Regions from separate parts of the Neogale vison genome. Here region 1 is linked to region 2. Evidence: chromatin contacts called from public Hi-C data. All regions are on one chromosome and are shown on one strand. Each heading gives the region's core, a stretch centred on a gene start, on an enhancer-like site or on the middle of the called end of the contact. The rest is flanking DNA. Distances are from core to core; before and after follow the strand shown.

What was found. A called contact is a pair of places that touch in the nucleus more often than the background predicts.
Region 1: a Hi-C map of fibroblasts shows a contact between it and region 2, with 7 times the contacts expected there. The contact joins the enhancer-like site here to the promoter of TFAP2E in region 2. A contact is called at or near these places in 2 of 3 Hi-C or Micro-C datasets (fibroblasts and muscle).

The regions. Positions count from the first base shown.
Region 1 is chr2:27,339,639-27,342,338 of ASM_NN_V1, reverse strand. No RefSeq gene overlaps it. Among named protein-coding and RNA genes, the nearest start is that of C2H1orf216, 10 kb to the left of the region's middle. Within about 2 kb of position 1,433, the one cell type or tissue checked has open chromatin away from gene starts, as enhancers often do. A contact at or near this core is called in fibroblasts, where this site is marked.
Region 2 is chr2:27,227,553-27,230,252 of ASM_NN_V1, reverse strand. It overlaps TFAP2E (transcription factor AP-2-epsilon), which reads right to left and starts at 1,389. Exons shown (of 7, transcript XM_044236360.1): 1 at 1,363-1,389; 2 at 576-1,052; 3 at 1-16. The coding sequence starts at 1,389.

The sequences.
Region 1 (2,700 bases), core at 184-2,683, 110 kb before region 2:
ACCTGGCTCATCAGGGCGGTGTGTGGTGGCTATCTCTGAGGAGACTGAATGCCCCCTGGTGGCAGCCTGTGATCTGTCTACCAGCCTCTGTTTCCTAAAAGCAGCTCCTAATCCCAGAACAGGTGACAGGAACAGAAAAGTGATGATATCTGAGAGCACCTGATCTAGAAAGGCTCCCTGGAGGTAGAAGGGCCTAGAGAATGAGTAAAAGTTGAAGCAACAGAGGATAGTGATTTCTAGTATAGACTGCACCTAGAAGTCTTGGATCCTTCACTTACTAGCTGTGCCTCAGTTTTCTCAACTGTCAAATGGGGATAATTAGTACTTCTTTCATTGGATTATGTGAGAGAGAGTTTACACATGTAAAGCGCTTACACCTGAGCCTGGCACAAAGAAGCGAACCTGAGCTGTTATTAACTGACGGGGAGAAGATGGGGAGCCAGCACTGGTAGGAAATACAGCTGGGCCATTGTGCTATTAGCACAAAGCCTAAGGGGCCTTGAATCCCAGACCCAGGAGTTTAATGAAATGGTGGTGGTTAGAAGAGGAACATGAGATGGGGGGACGTTCTGGGTCTGAGGCAGACCTCAAACACACAGGGCCCCAGATACAAGGTCCCACACCAATGCATGAGCGTGTACACACACACACACACCACTCACACTCACAAACGCACACTCCTGGCTACGGACCCCACATGCTTTCTCCCTCCTCCTCCTCCCTCAATCCCTTTCAGAAGTAAGACTGCACCCAGCCTGGGGAGGTGTCCACACTCCCGCCAACCCTGAGACTCTCCCAGGCCCAGTACCAGACAGCCAGAAATGTGTCTGCTTTTCCTCTCCAGGCCTGGAGGCTTCTCTGGCTAAACCGCATCCTCCGCGCCCCGCTCCTTTCCCTCCAACAACCTCCCCCACTCCCCCTCCGCCCTCAGAACCGGTCGATCCTCTAATCGCTCCATTCTCATTTATCACCAGTAGGTTTGAGAAAAGATTCATCCGGTTATGGGACTAGTGGGTGGAAAGGGGGAGGTGGCGCGCGAGAAACGGGGGTTCGTCCTACTAAGGTCAGGGCCCTTAAGGGATGGGTCCCCGGAGGCCTGTACTCGCCCCCACCTGGGAGGAGGGAGGGCTCGGACCGTGGAGTGGGAGATGTCCGAGGGCCTCGGGCGTTGCGGGGGCGGGGGGGAGCGTGACCTTTCCCCATACAGGCGGGGGTGTCAAGGTGGAGCTCCGTGCTCCGCCCTTGGGAAGAGGGAGAGGGCTGGAGGCCCGCGTTCAGCTGGTGTTCTGCGGGACCGGGCGGGGCTCGTCCCCGAAAGGCGCAGACAAAAGGGCGGCCTCCCCGGAGCCGGGGCTCCGCACAAAGCGGGGGGCGGGCGGGGCCGATCCCGCCCCACGCGCCGGCGCGCCCCGGACTGCTGATCCGCACGACTGGGAGCGACGTTTCCTGCGCTTAATCCCAACAAGCATGAAAACGGCTCGGGCCGGCCCGCCAGCAGGCCCTTTGTCCCGGCCTCCTCGCGGGACAGCTGCAGCCGGGGTCCCTCCTCCTCTTTGTGTCTCCTCCCCGCGCCCCACTCCGCCCTCCCCCACTCAGCTGCCCCGACGGCCTCGAGCCTCCCAGGGCTTTCGCCTCGGGCACTTGGGCGCACAAAGCGGGGCAGCGCCCCTAATCTGGGGGAGGGGAGGATTAACCCCAGGGTCTGCAGGGAGGGGCGGGGCCTGGGGGAGGAGCAAAAAGGGGCTGCGGGGTGTGCCCCCCTCTTGGAGTGCAGGGGTGTGCAAGTGAGAACACAGGTGTGGGACGGGACCTGTGGGTGGGAGCTGGTGCTGCCTGCTTCTTAGACTCGTCTAGCCAGCTCCGAGCAGTCAGTATTTAGACAGCTCTCAGGGCAAGCAACTCCCTCGGTGCGCCCCTGGGCTGTCCTGGGACCGGTTCTCTCCACACTCCTTCTGGGATCTCCTCCATTCTGTGACTTCAGTCCTTTCCTGTCCTTGTGACTCCCTCCCCAACCTCTGTCTCCAGCAGGGCCTCTGTCCCCCACCCCTGTCCCCCCCCCCGCCCCCCTCCCCCGCCCCACAGTCAGCTACCTACTGGACCGCGCCACCCAGATAATCCCGAGCAACCTAAACTTCCCAAGTCCCAAACTGAGCCTTCTTCTCCGTACCCACAAACTTGCTCCCTCCATTCAGTCATCTGGGGCCCTCCTCCGTCTCACTCACTGGACGTCCCCAGGCACTTCTCCAGCCCCCTCCAGCTCTGGCTCCCTCCCTTCCATTCAGGGCACTGACCCTGCTCTTCCAACTTCAGACCAGGGACTGCACTCTCTTAGCCTGGCTTGCAAGGCCTTCTCTGGTTCCTGCATGCCTGCTGGCCTGATCTTTCTCCAGAGTCTGGTGTTCCACAAGTTACTGTCTAGTCCACAAACACCTCCCTCAAGAGGCTCCAGGGAGATTGTTTCCCTCTCAGGCAAGGGAATGAAATCGCTGGCTTAGGCTCATTCCCCACAGAACCATCCCTCAGTGAATAGATACAGGGAATGACAGGGCAGTGGCTGAGTCTGGAAAGCTGAGCTCTCCAAAGATGGTGTATGTGGGCCCAGCCTCACCCACCCTGTGCCTGCCCTCCGCAGGACAGCCAGGCTCCTCCCAAGCTGATGAGAACCTGCCCTTCCTGGGGCTCTCTCAGGCCACTGCGGCC
Region 2 (2,700 bases), core at 140-2,639:
CCGTATCATCCATGGCCTGAAAATAGGAGAGGCAGTGGTAAGAGGGCTTATGGACCTAGTCCCCTGTCACTTCCCAAGTCCCTGCAGTCGCTGGTCCTGGTCCTGTCCACTCTGCCCAGTGCTCTCCACCTACCCTTGAGGCAGCCACTGGCAGGACCAGGACTGCCCGGTGGCTGAAGCCCTGGATACCTCACCCTGCCCTGCAAAATAGCAATTTTGAACCTTAGAAAACTCCTCTGCCTCTCTCCGCTTCAGACGGAGGCTGTCCCAGCGGACTGGGTCTGGACCATGGATGCCTCACGTGGCCGAGCGGAGAGCTAAGGACGTGTTCGAGCCTCTGTCCGTTGACTCCACCAAGGGTTGCCGCCCTCCAGGCACCGCGCACTGACTCAGTGCCAGGCCGCCTGAATGGACAGGCAGCATGTAACCCAGATTTGGGCTCCTCCTCGCAGTCATGAGTGAGAGGTGGCAGGGTGAGAGACGAGTGGGACACCCGCCTTTGTCACTGTGCCTCCGGCCAGAGTCCTAAATCCCCGCGGCCGGTCCTGGCCCATCCCGGACCGTTCGGGCCTCACCTGCAGGTCGTCTAGGCCAGGCGGCGCCGCCAGCCCAGGGAGGCCGAGGGGTGCATCTGCCAGGCCGTGCGCGCCGTCGGCTAGGCCGTGCAGGAGCCGGGGAACCGCGGCGGCGTAGTCGCGGCGTGGGTCGAGGCCCAGGGCGCGGGCGGGCGGCGCCAGCAGACTGGGTGGCTCGTCATGGGCGCGGGCGGCGGCGCGGGGCGCGGCCCAGGCGGCCTGTGGAGGCTGCGGCTGTCCCAGAGGCGCCAGGCCGCCGCCGTAGGGGTCCGCGGCCAGGTGCGGGAAGGCGGCAGCGGCGTCGGGCGCCTGGCCGTAGGGCAGTGGCGGCTGCGGGTAGGGCGGCGGGAAGTAGGGTGGTTGGAAGTCGGCGGCGGCCGGCGTGTGGCAGAGCGGTGGCGCCGGCCCGTAGGCCGCCTGGGGCAGAGACGACAGGCGGGCCGCGCCAGCCGCTGCGCCCAGCCCGTCGGGGCGCTCCTGGGGAAGGAGAGGGGCGCGTTAGGCCACCCGCTGATAGCTGAACGACCCCGGTCCCCGAGAGGACCGTCCTCAGCTCTCGGGGATCCGGCTGCCGTCCTGCCCGGGCGTCGCGGGGCCTGAGGTCTAGTTCGGAGGATCCCACGGGCGCGGGAGCCTCGAGCTAGGACAGGGGTGTCCCGCGCGCACCCTCACGGTTCGCAGCTGGCGGAGTCCCTGCGGCCCCCTCCTGCCGAGATTTCGTTGGAGGTGGAGGTTCGGCAGGTCCGGGCGCTCGGGTTCCCCGATCCCGCGCCCCTAGACTACTCACCATGGCGGAGTAAGTGTGCACCAGCATGGGGCGGGTGGCGCGGGGCGCGAGGCGTGGCGGCGGCGGAGTCCTCGCCCGACGGCGAGCGCCGCGGGAAGAGGCGCGGGGATCCTGTACAGCACTCGGGTGCCCTTTGGGGCGGCGGGGTGCAGCCCGGCCCGCAGCCCGGCGGGCGTCGGGTCCTCAGCTGTAGGCGCCCGGGGGCAGGTCCATGGGGGCGGGACGTGGGCCGGACGGGCGCAGATCGCACTTGGGAAAGTCGGTCAACGGGTGCCCAGCGCCCGCCCTCCTTCCTCTGAGCGCAGCCCTCTCCATGCACTCCAGTTATAGTGGCGGGGGCGCGCTGGGCCTCCGGGGCGCGCATTAAAGAGACACGCGGTGGCCGCTTTCTCCCTTCTCTCCAGCGACGGTTCAAGGGGAGGCGTGGCATTGGCGCGACCCCGTGGGGTGGGTAGCGGGGCGTGAATCCAACCCCCGCTGGTCTGAGCCGCCTTCTGGGCTCAAAGCTCCAGGTGCGGTGAAACAGAGAAGGATTGGAGGCTAGGATGTAGGGATGGTAGTTTTGAATCTCAGCGCTACCGCCTTTATTTGCCTTTGAGCAAGGCACGACTCTTTCTCATCCTCAGCTTCCTAGTCTGTAAAATGGGTATCAGTCCTTTCACTTACCCCCTCACTGGACTGTGGATGGGCCATCGTCAATGTGGAAGAAGTTTGAGAGCTGCCGACCCAAGCCCACTGGCTCATGTGCACACATGTGTCAGCGTGTGATGTGTGTACGCGCCATACACACATAGAGAGCCATTACAGTCTTTCTGAATGTTTCTGGATCAAAGACCCTCTAAAGGTGCCCACTTCACTCAGCCTTCTCCAGGGGCTGATAACTCCCAGTGCCAAGCAAGGGTCTGAGGTAGCTGGACACACCAACAAAGAGGGTTGTCCAGCTGGGGGTTGGACAAGAGTTCCACCAGAAAAGGATTCCAGATGTTTTTGAAGCCAGGAGAGTCTGGGCTGACTGAGTGGAGGTCTGTCTCACACACACACACACACACACACACACACAAACACACACACGAGAGACTGTTGGGTGAAGGTATGTCTATGTGCCCCATATGGAGGGCGTGCAGTCAGCACCCTGACATGTGCAGGCTGTGTGTTTGCGGGTTACCATGGCAGGCTTGGCTGTCTCCCAAGGACATTCCCGTCCCTTCAGTCATCCACCTTTCTCCCAAAACCCAACCCTCTCCTCTTCTGCCCCCCTGCCCCAGAAGCAGGATCAAGGATTAAAGAAAGGGAATGAGAGGAATACTAAGAAGAATAGGAGTTTAAAAAGCAGAAGGA